2 separate regions of the Gasterosteus aculeatus genome follow, and region 2 is linked to region 1. The links are chromatin contacts, called in public Hi-C maps. All regions are on one chromosome and are shown on one strand. The core of a region is the stretch at or near the end of the contact, and the rest is flanking DNA. Distances in the headings are between cores, read along the strand shown. Region 1 overlaps suclg2 (succinate-CoA ligase GDP-forming subunit beta). Region 2 overlaps tafa4b (TAFA chemokine like family member 4b).

What was found. A called contact is a pair of places that touch in the nucleus more often than the background predicts.
Region 2: a Hi-C map of skeletal muscle shows a contact between it and region 1, with 5 times the contacts expected there. The contact joins two enhancer-like sites. A contact is called at or near these places in 2 of 6 Hi-C or Micro-C datasets (skeletal muscle and tail fin).

What each region holds. Positions count from the first base shown.
Region 1 is chr17:16,206,333-16,213,171 of fGasAcu3.hap1.1, reverse strand. It overlaps suclg2 (succinate-CoA ligase GDP-forming subunit beta), which reads left to right. Exons shown (of 11, transcript XM_040204051.2): 10 at 6,772-6,839. Among protein-coding and RNA genes, the nearest start is that of LOC120835210, 50 kb to the right of the region's middle. Within about 2 kb of position 4,686, at least 1 of the 9 cell types and tissues checked has open chromatin away from gene starts, as enhancers often do.
Region 2 is chr17:16,428,389-16,435,834 of fGasAcu3.hap1.1, reverse strand. It overlaps tafa4b (TAFA chemokine like family member 4b), which reads left to right. Exons shown (of 6, transcript XM_040204963.2): 5 at 762-886; 6 at 3,031-4,056. The coding sequence ends at 3,042. Among protein-coding and RNA genes, the nearest start is that of tafa4b, 34 kb to the left of the region's middle. Within about 2 kb of position 1,729, at least 1 of the 9 cell types and tissues checked has open chromatin away from gene starts, as enhancers often do.

The DNA of each region.
Region 1 (6,839 bases), core at 3,437-5,936:
GTATCATGTGCGACAATGTGTCGCTATGCAATGCTCAGTTTTCACCACACAACAAAGGTTTCATTTGTTTTTGGTCGGACGCATTGGGTTTGTCTGGCCGTCCACTCCATTTTTGTGAGTGATATCTGCAGCGCCTGGAGGGAATCAGTACAGAATTTACTTTGCTGTCATCTGGCTGAGTTCAAGCGTAAACTGAAACTATTTCGGTGGGACCTATTCGATCCGTTCTCGCGGTATCTCAAGAACGCTGTAAGCAATTTCCTCAAATAAGGCATGAACCACTCACGCTGAAGGATGAACAGATTTTAATTTGGTGATCAAAGATCACAGTCACCTCACGTCCTTCCAATCCTCTTGAGTTTTTTACCCATTTTTTTCAACATCCATTTGAAAGAGTACTCATAAAATACTCAATTGGAACGGACTGTGATCTCACAAAACACAATATGGGCCATAACTCAGGAATTCATTTTATTTTAGGCATCTAACACAAATGTCTAAGGATAAAATTAAATAGTGATGGCGTTTGACAGGCACAAATGCAAACTGACGACCAAGAGGCGGCGATTCAGGCATGAAGTCTTCTCACTGGAGTTATTAGACTTTTGCCATTAGGCTGACAATCGGACCTCATCCATAGCACCGCAAATGTTTTATTTCCTGTGCTCACTTAACTCAATGGAACTTCAGCTTTTGTAAACCTGCAAATCCCATATTGTGCTGTAAAAATAAACCTCCCTGTGCAATGAAAGTACTACCATGCTTGTGTGTCAGGAGAGGGCAGAATGGTTAATTAGACATGGCTACAAAGCAGCCGTCATGGCCCATGAGCCCCGCTGCTCCCTTACAAAGAACGACGAACCTCAAAGCTGCAACGGGCATCTCCAGATGTCCCCCCTCTGGTCACCGCCACGCCTCTTCCACCTTCATCACCGCCACACCTCCTCCACCACCATCACCGCCACGCCACTTCCACCTCCATCACCGCCACGCCACTTCCACCTCCATCACCGCCACGCCTCTTCCACCACCATCACCGCCACGCCTCTTCCACCACCATCACCGCCACGCCTCTTCCACCACCATCACCGCCACGCCTCTTCCACCTTCATCACCGCCACGCCTCCTCCACCACCATCACCGCCACGCCACTTCCACCTCCATCACCGCCACGCCTCTTCCACCACCATCACCGCCACGCCTCTTCCACCACCATCACCGCCACGCCTCTTCCACCACCATCACCGCCACGCCTCTTCCACCTCCATCACCGCCACGCCTCTTCCACCTCCATCACCGCCACGCCTCTTCCACCTCCATTGGCTGCAAGCACAATCATTCCAGCCTTGATTGGTCTCTATCCAAACTTCAAAGAGGTGCTCTGGTATGCAGATACCTGGCCCACAGCAACCACACTATATTATATTATAGGATCCTTTCCTGATCCTGATCCTGAAGGTGTACACTGGTTATGAATAAGTTCCATTAGAACTGGGACTAACATCGGGCAACGTAGATGATAGAATGGGTTTAGTGGTAACCGCTCCATGTTCCCCGGATGAAACCTTGTGTACACCCGTCATCGATCAGGCAGCTATTGAGCTGACTGCTGCTGTGAGTTTTTTCCCGTCAGGTGAAACTTCAGATGCCGCTGTCTGGCCATGTCACTGCTGGAGACACCTATTGACAATCTTTGGCGTAATGCTCAGTCTGTCTCTCCGCCGTCCCAAGAAGAGGCTGTCATGCTTCAGCAGGCCGGATAATTATTTCCCTCTTATCCTTCCTTGCCAGCGCCAATCTTAGCCTTCAATAGAAGTTAGGGGCCGCACCACTTCCCATCACCTCTTTGCGTCTCTTTTCTTCTCCATCTCTCTTCTTCCATCTGTTTCACTTCGCCTCACTCTCTGACTTCAAGACCTTCTCTTCGCTCAGACTCTTTGTGTCATCCTCTGTCTTGTTCCGTATCCTCTCTGAGAATAGATATGCACGGGCAAAATAGTTCCTCGGTTTGACAGAATTGAAGCTCAAAGTAGCTGGTAGATCGCTACATGAGCACTTTTTCTTTGCATTTTTGCATGGGTGTCTATATATATATATATATGTCGCCTTGAATATATGACAGAACTTATGGAAGCGTGCTCATCCACAGAGCCTTCTCTTTGTGTTGTGACACGAAGCACAATAACACAGCGGGAGAAATTTAAGGAATTCCAAGAAACTGTTTTAAGTGCGAGTGCTCTGTTGTGACAGCGCCTACCTCTGTCTCTTGTAACCAGGCCGAGTATTGCTTATCTTTATTGAAACCGGTATCAACAACACTCTTCAGTGATCATTTGGTGCCATCACGACATTTGCTTTGTACGCGGGATAATGTTGTGTTGTTGTACTTCCATCCAATTGTCACAGGCCCGAGTTCTCGCGTCCCTTTTTGCTGCCCCCCCCCCCCCCCTCCCATCCAATGTAAATGGTCGGTGGCTAAGCTCAGTGCTTTATGGTTCGGATGCAGCGAGACAGGCGAAACCTCTGGCATCAAGTCCAGACAAAAGATATATGCAAAAAAATCCTAGACAACACTTTGACCATGTAAGACAATTTACTCCCTTCTCGCGTCAAACTAGGACAGAAACTAAATAATTGTTTTTCCCTGAACAGCCGTACAGTCATTGCAAGAAGTGTGATTAGAGTCCGCAAGCCTGCCTTGATTTGGAAGCCGTGCATGTTAACCTGTGGCCCCAGGCCGAGCACGGGGCTCTCTGCCGATCGAAAAAACAAATAAACAAGCCCTGCCAGAACAGGCGGTGCCGGTGCAGGCTGTCTCCAGTAGATAAGACAGAACAATTGCCCTTAATAGGCCACAGAGAGACAAACCCCCATCTTCAGCCCTGCCTTTTCTTACTCCTATCTGCTTCGCTGGTAACAAAGGAAACAAGATGCTTTCCCTTTCCTTTCTTTCCTGCAGAGAGATTAGCGGCGCTTAAGAGGGGTATGGGCATGAAAATGTGTGTTTGAGTGATAATTCAGCAACGCACGTGCAGCTTGTGACAACAAGCTGTGCAGAATGCGAGGAAACACAATGCTTCTATTCCCCTCTGGGTTGAAACTTGGAGGAGAGAAGTACAACATGTTTGTTTGCTGTTAATCAGTCTGTGGAAGGAATATGAAGACTTACTGAGCATGTGTCGTGCCTATACGATGTTGCGCTCATGTTTCAGTCCGTAACGTTTTCCCCATTGATGTGCGTTTTGTAAGTACATGCACATTTAGTCAAACATGCATCCAGGAAACATAAAAACAAAGGCGGGAGGAGTACCATACAGGCCCATGTGAGCGTGTCCAATTGTCAGGGTTACATTTCTTGCACTTAGTGAGGCGCACAATAGCAGGCAGAAAAGCCTGTTTCCCCCGTGAAGGCCTTTTTTTTTTTACTTCGAGGCAAAAAAAGAGCCTTGGCGGGGATTTGGAATGCCGACAGCAATGATCCTATTTTGTGAAATTAGAATCATTTCAGCGCAGGCCCAGGTAGAAGGCACCGGCTCACGCCGTAACAGCGCCTGAAAGAATGCACAAAGATCTCGCTAAAAAGAGCGAGCTGGCACATTGTACCTGGTGCCTTATGCTGAGCTCTGATGAAAGAAATTCATCCCGCTGCTAAGTTAGCTCACCTGAAAGGAATGCCTTTAAGGAGAAAGGAATAACTGAGGGAAAATGCTACAGAGAGGTGTAGGAGATTTCAGATCTGACAGATTGCCGTGTGCAATGTTATTTCATACCTTAAGGCTGGTTTTGTGAGCCACTGTGAGCTGAGTGGAGCAGAGCTGTTGTTAGCCTCTTGATTGGAGAGAGGGCATCTAGCCAAAGAGGTTGACCCTAAATTAGACTTCTGTTCTTTTGGTGAGTCTATTCTTGTGGTATTTTAACCTCTTACGGACGAGTACCTCGCTAAAATGACATTTTTTTTTTTTATAACTAATGAGGATTGTGCAGTCCACTGCAAAAGGACCAATTTGCTTCATCAAAGGTAAATACTGCTATTAAGTACTGAATTAACCGTCCTCGCAGAGAACATGATTACAGAGATGAAAAAGATGCACACATTCGTGCCTTTTCGGCTCTTAGCTTCAGCGTTTTTGCATATTTTCAATTATAGGCTGTTTTCCCTCTGGGCACACAGTAGTTACCACATTATCTCTCTTCAAATTACAGTTGTGTGTGGTGTTGTTACTCTGCATCTGTAATTTACTCGCAGTGGGCAAACGTGGCTCTACTTAAACATTCAATGTATACATGTTGCCGGTTTGTGCCAACAAGTAATGTTCTGTAGGCTGTAGACTTGCTTGCAAACCTAAAGAAGAGGAAACGTAGAGCAAAGTGCAACTAAGTCCTTCTCACCACATCCATATTTCTATAAACCGTATTTATTTCTTTACCAAGCGGCATAAACCATGTCCTACGTACCATTAATATACATGGGTGTCAATAGGAGACGCATGAATGGAAGAAAAATGGTTCTTCCCAATAGAGACAGAGTTGAAAAATGGGCCGCAAACCGAGCCTTCTCCGGTGGGGCTGCAAAAAGGCATCTAAATCTCTGCTGCCCCCCAGTGGGGGCCAGATAATGCTCTGTGTGTCTGTGTGAGACCCCGACTCGAACCCTGTGGCAAGTAGTCGTCATTATGTGCCAAAGTACACTGATATCATGAGGTAAGTGTCCCATATAGCTGTGACTCCATCATTGATTCACTGGGCATGTGTGAGTAACACAGCCACAATCACTGTTAACCTCCATTCATTTCATGTCAGTACGGTATGTTTACCGGATTTAAAACGCATCAGAAAGAGTAAATGCTCAGACTCAAGCTTACAGATTTGGTCGGTTATATTGAAGTATGAATTTCTCCTTCGCGTCTCTTTAACTTGGCCGTCTGTTCGTAGTGATAGTGGCAAAGTTGAACTGCCACACCTGCGCAGGGCAGTGGGGCAACACACATGCATACATGTGTGAACTGCAGGTAACAGGCTGTCAGAAGAACGGTTTAGTACACGGCCGAGGTCTGAGGGTCAACAAGCCGTGAACATTTCACACCTCTTTCCTTCGTGTCTTCTCTGACTGCTCAACTCACACGCAGTCCCCTCACTCCGCGCCTCCTGACACATGTAAATGACTGCTGAGTATTGGGTACTAATGTAGTTTTCTTTCACAAGTGTGTGAATGTAGTTCTGTGGCAGAGCTGTGCAGTGTGTGTGTGTGTGTGTGTGTGTTGGTACATCTGGCTGTGATCACCTTGTCCAGTCTCATACGAATTACTAAAAGTCACAATATTTGACCATTGCTTCATGAACGTGTTGCATTATTTGTTTCAGGCAACACTAAATTGCTGGAGGGGCCAATTACATATTTACAGTTACACAATGCACAAAATACCCCGTTTTGCAAGAGATCATTTTACCTGTATTAGTTAGTGATCATTTTGCTTGTATTTGTTTTTCATTTATGATGTGTACAGTTTGTGTACAATGTACAGTTACAGGTAATAATGTTTCCCTGCCTTTATCCCCCTCGGCCACATCCCTGTGCGATACACTTCCATCAGCGTGAAACACTTCTCCGTGCTCACATAACGGCGTGCTCTATTATCTTTGCATGATGTCCGAGCCTTTGTGCTGCTGTTTTTTTGTTTTGTTTTTGTTGTCAAGCTCCTTCCTGGCCTTGTGTCGTTCTGGGCTGTTTATAAGGAGATGGTCATTAGGATGGCACGTAGAGGACAATGTCGCTCTGATAGCTATCCAAGTCCTTGATCCCTTTAAACATCATTACCACATACTGAAAAAAAATACACGTTCACCAGCCGCACACACAAACACCCACAAGCTGCTCATCCAAATCGCCGCTAACAGATTAGCAGTGATTATAAACAAACACGGAGGATTAATCCTGTTTGCTCTCAGTCTACTTTTTCACTGAGCTAGCCAGGGTAATTACCAAGTGCTAGATTGTTAGTGTAATTGCACGCACACACACGCGCACGCGCGCGCACACACACACACACACACACACACACACACACACTAGCCGCCTTGCATCACTACTTACTGATATCAGCTTCAAGCTCATTTTGCAAAGAAACTGCAAGACAGCAGAAAGGAACAGACAGTGGGATGGTTTGGCAAAACTCTAGACCGCCGTGTTGATTTCGGGTTTCGTGTTGGAATCCACCTTTGGCCTCTTAGTCAATGTTATCGGCGACTTTTCATTCCCCAAAGAAAGGCTCTGTAGACACGAGCTTGTGAATCCAGACAGAACAGTGTTTAAGGACCTCTGCCAAGGGTGACAATAGGTCGACGCACCTTCATCCGAACACCCTTCATTATCTACTTCAAGCTGGGAGATCTCATCAGAAAATATGAACCCTGTTTATTGCAAAAAAAATCTGTGAATTGATTGGAGGAAAGAAGCGTGGTATGCTGCACACTTTCAAACGTCTATTATGACACATGGCGTTGCCTCGTGTCGGCTGTGGAGCTTCCTTTGTTCCCCGTGTATTTCTCCCAATGAAATACTGCTTAATTATTTGGCCCAAATGTCGCCTATTTTACCTGCTTCTACCGTCTTCACTTTACAGAGGATTGGTCAATAGTTGTGTTTCTGTTTGGACACACTTTGTTCAGCCATTGCAATGAAGGTTTCTTTGCACAGGGCCATTTTGATTTTGTTTACGGGGGGGGGGGGCTGCCTCTTGACTTACTCTTTTTTTCTGTTCCCTTCTTTCACAGGTCGAGGCCATCCTGGTCAACATCTTTGGTGGAATCGTCAACTGTGCCATCATCGCCAACGGCATCAC
Region 2 (7,446 bases), core at 480-2,979, 230 kb before region 1:
TGTCTAAATATGCCTTGTTTTTTGCTGATTGTATTAGAAACAAAAGGGAAGTTCAATCAGTCATTTTCTTTTAAACTATCAGAGGTGACTCACACATCGGCACAGATGACAAAATACAAACAAAGCCACCTCTGACTCTTTTTTCAAAGATCTTCGCTGCTCTGTCAAAACATCAGCAGCATCTGATTGGTTCATCCAGGACGGTTTAATGACTTGTCAGTCATCGCTGCCTCGGTACGACACAGGCGTCGTATTCCCCACTTCTACCTTCTTTCATTTTGCTCTCCTGTGGTTGCCAGATTCAACCATTCAGCACAGGCTTTAAGATCCCATGTTGAGGGATTACATTAATCTGATTAAAATGAAAAAAGGTAACTGCTTTACAGTTTAGCTTCTTGCACTAATCATATTACAGATGATAAAGCCTATGGGTGGTTTGTCACAAGTGCTTTCTATGTTGCTGGTTCCAGTGCAGTCCCAGTTATAGGATCAGCACCACGGACAGCGAATGTGAATGCTTGTTATTATGGACAATAATAGTTCATGTTGACTGTGGATATGAAGTAAATCATTACCTTACAGAGTTCTTGTGTAGGTAATGGCTAATTATTGTCCACAGTGAATAATATTTGTTTGTTTTGCATATACCCCTTTATTCTTTCTTTAGTTTAAGTTAATGTCAGTGTTTTTTATTACATCATAAAATCTATTTATTAACCCGCTGTCTTTCTCTGCCTCTCAACCTCCATCTCCTGCTGCAGCCTCCATCGTAGTCCAGAAGTGGTGGTGCCAGATGCACCCGTGTATGGACGGAGAGGAGTGTAAGGTCCTGCCGGACCTGACTGGCTGGTCCTGCAGCACTGGCAATAAAGTCAAAACCACCAAGGTGAGAAGAATGACTTTCTTGACTGTCTGAGCTTGCTTAGTTGTATAAAGTGTTTGCATGCCTGTCTCTCTTTCTCCCTACGTCTGTCTAGAAGTGTCATTTTCAACACTGATCCATTGTCCGTACATTGGATGCACATCTCATTTCGCACATTCTGAAGCTCCTTTCTGTTTTAATTTTGCCTGTTCTAGTTTTTTTTAAATATATGCACAGTATCACCTTCCGGCTGAATTAAATTACTGCAGTCTTTGATAACTTCTTATTTCTAAGCAACAAAAAAGTAAATAATCTGTGTTCACATCAAGTGTTCATTTCAAAAAGCCAATTTAGAAACATAAGATCGACAGAAAGTACAAATAACAATATGACTGATATTGTCATTGTTATTGTTATGATGAATAATTTGCCTTGATCTTCTATCAAATTGATTACTTTTATTACCCGTGGAACATCTTGCATTAATCACTTTTGGGAAACATTTTTTTTAACTTGCTGCCCCTCAATGATGTTTTTCATCCTGTATCTCACTGCACAAGAAGAAGTGCCACCCGAGCAAACTAATCTTATAAACAAAGGTTTTTTTTGATCTTCAAGATGCCCACAAATGAGTGTAATCCAATCTAAGCACTAGTTTCTAACGTCAATGACACGGATACGGAGCTAATCAACAAGCAAGCTCCCCCAGTGAACCTTATTTGTTAATCTGCTGTAACCGTGTCTCCTCTGACGAGGCTGACAATAAACTGATGAGCAAAACACCGGACCTGTATACACTCTGTACCCCAGAACACCAGTGTGTGATTCCATGTAAACTGACACTGTCTAGATGAGACAAAGTGATTTAAATGAAAGTCCTTCATGGCCCTTTGTAAGCCGTTGAAGTGTGAAAGTTAATTTGCGGGGTTGACTGCTGGGCTGTGTGTGTGTGTGTGTGTGTGTGTGTGCACGTGTTTGTCGTGAGACTGAGCAGGTGCAGTTTGTTTACAGGTGAAACATAAAAAAAATAAACATTTGTGAGGAAAGCGGCGCCGGCGCCATAAGAGTAATTGCTCGGGAGATGGCGTAACAGCGCAACATCTGTCGCGTTCATTAGAATGCATTAAAGCTGGGGCCCTTCCGCAGAGGCTTTACAATTAAGAATCATAATTAAATTGGTGAGTGGGATGGACTGAGTAACAGAGGCACCGCTGGGCTCAGTAATAGGCAGTGGAATTAACGACCCTCTTGCCTAACACCAACTCTGGGACTGCTAGGTGCAATTATCCTCATTCTGTTGCATGGTGCCATCTCTCTCCTCCTTCTTCCTTTTGTCTCCCACCCTTTCTGACTAGTCGCTCAGGTGAGAGAGAAATGAGGAGCCAACGGCGGACGGCATCGGTGGGCATTAATTGTGCATTCGCAAGGTGCCTCCCTGCTGACCGGGGAGCAGTTATTTGGAAACTTGGTTGCAGATGTCACTGAAGATGGTTGCAATGAGACAACGATTCCCTGGCAACTGTGCGCGCGGCCCTGCTCTCCTGCTCCCTTTGTGTCTCTCTTCTTTATCCTGCGTCTCGCTTTCTACCCATGACCTCCTTTCACCATCTCAGCATCCCATTCACCATGATGATCTGTCTGTGTCCATCTCTTTGCCTCCCACACAGCGTAGGAGTGCTGTGGAAAGAAGCCTGACAGAGAAACCACAACACTGTTGAGCAAAGACATCAGACACATATCCTCACAAGTCCCATTTCATATTGCTGGATTTATGGTGAAATGTTCTCCGAATGGTCAGCATTCTCATGACTATAATGACATTTTCAATACACGAGCACATCTCTTTTGGTTTGTTGATGGAAAGCAACCTCTGTACATCTCCAATTATATGTTTTCCACACTAGGTGTAAACAAACTATTACAGCTCCCAGACATGTGAAATCCAGCTCGAGCAGCCAAGACACTGTTGGTTCCTGGAAACAGTCAGACGGCAAAGAGACATTTTCAATCCTAGTCGGAAAGTCTGGAATATTCACCCATGACCTCTGATTGACTCTTACTAATGGGAACATTCATTCACTGGCAGTGAAGTGGGACACTTGTATGTAATTACATTTCTTTGTGACACTGATCCTCCTGTCTTATCTGTGATATTTTCTCTTTTTTAGGTCACACGATAGCAAGAGAGACAATGAGCCACGAGGAAACCTGAAACTCTCCATGTGAACATGCTGGATGACTCACACATATTCGCTGCACGATGGGGGGAATAATAAAGGAAAGGACACCGTCAGGCCATCCATCACAAAACAATGGAATAAAATGCACTCATCACAAACTATGTACTCTCGGCTACATGGAGCCACATGTACAGCTTGCACAGTATGCTGTGTGTTGAGAACAATGGACTACAATCATGGAAACCCAGGGTATATCTGGACACCAGTGGATTCTTATTTTGCAATAGTGGACAAAATGTGGACTGATTACAAGAGGAGGCTGATTTTAAAGAGTGATTACGCATTTCAAAGTATATATTTCAACAAAGCATTTGTGGATTTTGAGATGTGAACTAAAAGCTGTGCTTTGAGTCTGGCTGGACACATTGGACGAACTGGCGGTCAATATGTAGAGCTTGTACTGGAGACAATGGAGATGATAGCAGCTGATAACTAGCAATTAGCAAATTAGCATCAAATTGCTGTAATTGGTCAAGTCACGACCATGAACACTGCTTTACAGGAGTAACTTTGCAGTTCTAATTAGGAATGTAGGATCATAATGGCATATTTAAATTCATGTAAGATATTTGCACTAGTTGAAGACGGGGAAATGTTTTTGTGTTTTTCTAGATATCTCCCATTTTTTGCTGTGGATGTCACATGGAACTGGAGGTGAGCATTTTGTAAAATGTCTTAACACTTGGAGTAGGTAAAAATATATAAATATATATCACGCCCCATTATTCCTGAGTAGTAATTGGTTCAAAATGGCTCTGACTTTAGAGCCTTACTTACGTAAAGCTTGACACAATATGAACTAGCAAAGTGTGATTCATTCGTCTCATTTTTGCCCAGAAACATTTCTGAGCTCAGCCTTCAAAGTTATATACCTTTGATCTATTATATTCAATCTGTGACATCTCTTATGTTAACTGTTAAAAGGAGGCCCATAAAATGTTCAAACAAGAAGGACTAATTGTCTTTATGTTGTTTATTTGGAATGCTCTCTGCTGTCTCCCTGGTAATATTCACGTTTGATATTTGCAAAGGCACTGTAAACACAAAACAATCCTATGAATAGGGCTATTTTTAATTACGTTTATTTGGGAATGCAATGTGTTTTTGTGCGCACATTGCCTATTGATTGCCGCCAGAAGCACCCCCTCCCCCTGCACACTTCACATCAACCCTTCAGTAAGATATACTGAAATAATTACCATCCATAATGGCAGTTCAGCCATCCCTTTGCAAACATGTTTTTCCTCCCACAGGGCTCGATCATTACTGCGCAGAGTACAATAACGTAGCGGCCCCAACAACCACCTTAAATCTCTCAATTATCTCCATCCATTCTTCTGCTCACCGTCGCCTCTTCTTTGAACCCTTCTGTCGCTCTCTTGTGCCCACCTCTCTCTCTCTTTCTTCCGTGCAACATTGCATGGAATACAATAGATGGCACAGTTGAAGTAGTTTTCACATGCCGTAGTTATTCTTTTCTCAGCCGTTTGTGCCGGTTTGCTGTTTCATGCTTTCTTTTTTTTTCCTCCTGTGGACACACATGCAAGTGCTGCGTCGTTTTTTCGCAAACTGCATCTGTCTGCCTCTCTGATATGTGAATGTGTAGGGTCAGTGTGCCCAGGGGTTAGCTTGCCCGGGGGGCGGGCGGGGGGGGGGGGGGCGAATGCGAGCCTCTGCTTTCAGACATGCTGCTTTGTGCGCTAGGATAAATCTGTGGGAGCTTGAGCTGCTGCCTCTCCAGCTGCGGTGCGAGAGCCGTGAGCCAGAGGGATCTGGGGGACAGCAGGGCTACCAGTGGCAGGCAGCTCCACTCTCTCATTACTGAGAGGCTCGGATAGCACCGGGCTTCTCTCGGGACCACTGACATGGAATATTTTTAGGCCCGCGGTGCAGTGCTGCAGTTAGGCCAGTCGCCCCGCAATGCCCTCTTTCCTTCAGCAGTGGTCCATTTAGAGCGGGAATAAGACGACATTATGCAGCCGCATCCGCAAGCACACATTCACGCAAAAACGTACCTGCCGTCCGACAGCTCCAACCACTCCCACGTACAAACATAATAATGAGTGACAACATCATCGTCGTCGTGGCGCAAGGTTGGTGGTTCGGGTACCGGCTGCCCCATGTCTCAAGTCAAGTGTCCCTGAGCAAGACACCTAACCCCTAATTGCTCCCCGGGCAAAATGTAGAAAAGCCATGGGTTTAAATTGTAATGTAAGTCGCTTTGGATAAAAGCGTCAGCTATATGACCTGTAATGTAACAAGAATCAGCAGAGGAAGTGAATATGAGGGCTTCCTCCCCTCTATTTCCATCTCTCCCCTAGAGGCTTCGTGTTTTGTAGATGAGGCTGGTGCCTCTCTCCCTCCGTCCTACATTGCTCTCTTCAGCAGAATCAATATTTGAGGACAATTTGCGCTGCGATGCTCCCTGGTGGCTGCGGTCTGACGCTGCGGCTCCCCCCTCGTAGTTCCTACGATGCTTAGACGGACGGATAAGATCTGCCCGGGACCGATTCACAGCTCGTTTCAGGTCACCGCTATTCAGCAAGAAAATCTGCAAAAGTTTACCATGGTATGTGTGTTAACGAGTGTTGTACGGCCTCGGCCAGCCCTGAAGCATCCTGTGAGAAGGAAGATGACTTGTTAGGAGGCCTCAAGATAGCTTGGAGGGATTTCGTATTACCATATTCATACACATACCATGCAATTTTAGCATCAGTTCTGTGATCTGTTTTGTAAAAAAAAACACTTTTAACGTCCTTGTTACCAAATGCTTTCAAATAAAATATATGAATATGTCTATGAACGTATGGCTTGTGCTTACAGGCCCATTCTTTTTTCTAACTGAAAGGGGATGCGTCTTTAATGTGTCGGTGGGGAGTCGAACCTCCCACAGGTCCAATAGAGACTGGTTGCATTCATCTCCACAGGGTTAGCAACTGGTGGGACCCGGAGAGCAAGACCTGCAGAGACAAACAAACAGCATGGAGGACATGCCGGCAGAAGAAAGACATGCTAATGAGAGATGTTGGGCGGCTTGAGAGAGACGGAAAAAAAGAAGAACAACGAGGTGCCTTAAAGTGAAAAAGAGAGAGACATAGCTGTTGTGTTTGAGAGAGGGGACGCGTGTGTGTGTATGTCTTTGTTTATGCGCTAAGCCCGGGTGGCTCCCGAGAGGCCACTTGCATCGTCAAACCTCCAACAGTCCATCATCACACTTGTCGGCAATTCGCACAATCGGTTCCTAGAGAGGGAGAAGTATGAAGAAGAAACACCGTTGTCTTGGCTTATGCATCATCATTTGTCAAGTCCAATTTGTATTAGCCTGCAGCCATATACTGGAAATATGGGTTCAGCATTGGTGTTCAGTGAAAATGGTAATCTTCAGATCAGCTGAGTCAGAAACATGTGTGACAACTTGAGTCAGATAAAATAGCTGTCGGGGAAAGTGGCTGCAACCTCCCACTGTCTGAATCGGACATTGATTTAATATAAGTCAGAGGGAGATTAGCTGATGAGGAAGATCAGTGTAATCAGTGCCGGATGGCAGTCATTGTTCTTGTCGCTGTCACTTCGCGGGAACAAATCAACTCAAACCAAAATGTTTCCTTCTACAGATCAAATCTCTGTGACATGTAATTACTCAAATGTGTGCACAAAAGCTCTTAAAAATGCATTATTAAACCTCCGTCAAATTGCATCTGTTATCATTCAGTCAGTCCCCTTTACTCAGTATTTTTTTGCAGCGCGTGGGGCAAGACAGTCACGTGGATTTATTGGCTACCGCAGCTGGTTAGCCATCCGGTGATGGTGTGATTAATAGCATTAGCTCCACTCTCTTACCCAGCATTGCATATGTGACAAAAAACACCATAACATTAAATTCAAGCAAACAAACAAAACTGTGTTTAATATTCATTTCGCGGCAGGCCTGCGACGGGCTGATATTGACGCTGGAGTGAACGGGGGGATTTATTAACATCTCCTCACCCCCCCCCCTCACTGCGTCCTCTCGCTGAGCCGTTCCTTCTAACTCACTTATCTCTCTGAAGCAATTAGCCACCGGAGGCTCCATTGACCTGAGCCTTTGTTAGACTAACGGGCTGCATTACCATGGCCGTAGCCTGGCAGTCTTGGCAATGCATGTGTGTGTTTGCCAATGTGAGCAGCACTGATAACAGAGGAGCCCCGTGGTGTGCACATGCATGCGTGTTTAGAACAGTTCAAGAGCAACATGCGCATTAACTGTCAGCGAACATTGTCCGTTTGTGTTGAGCAACTGCACAGTATATACGTTCTTTATGTATCTGTGCGTGATACATTATGTGTGTGTGTGTTTGCTGAGGT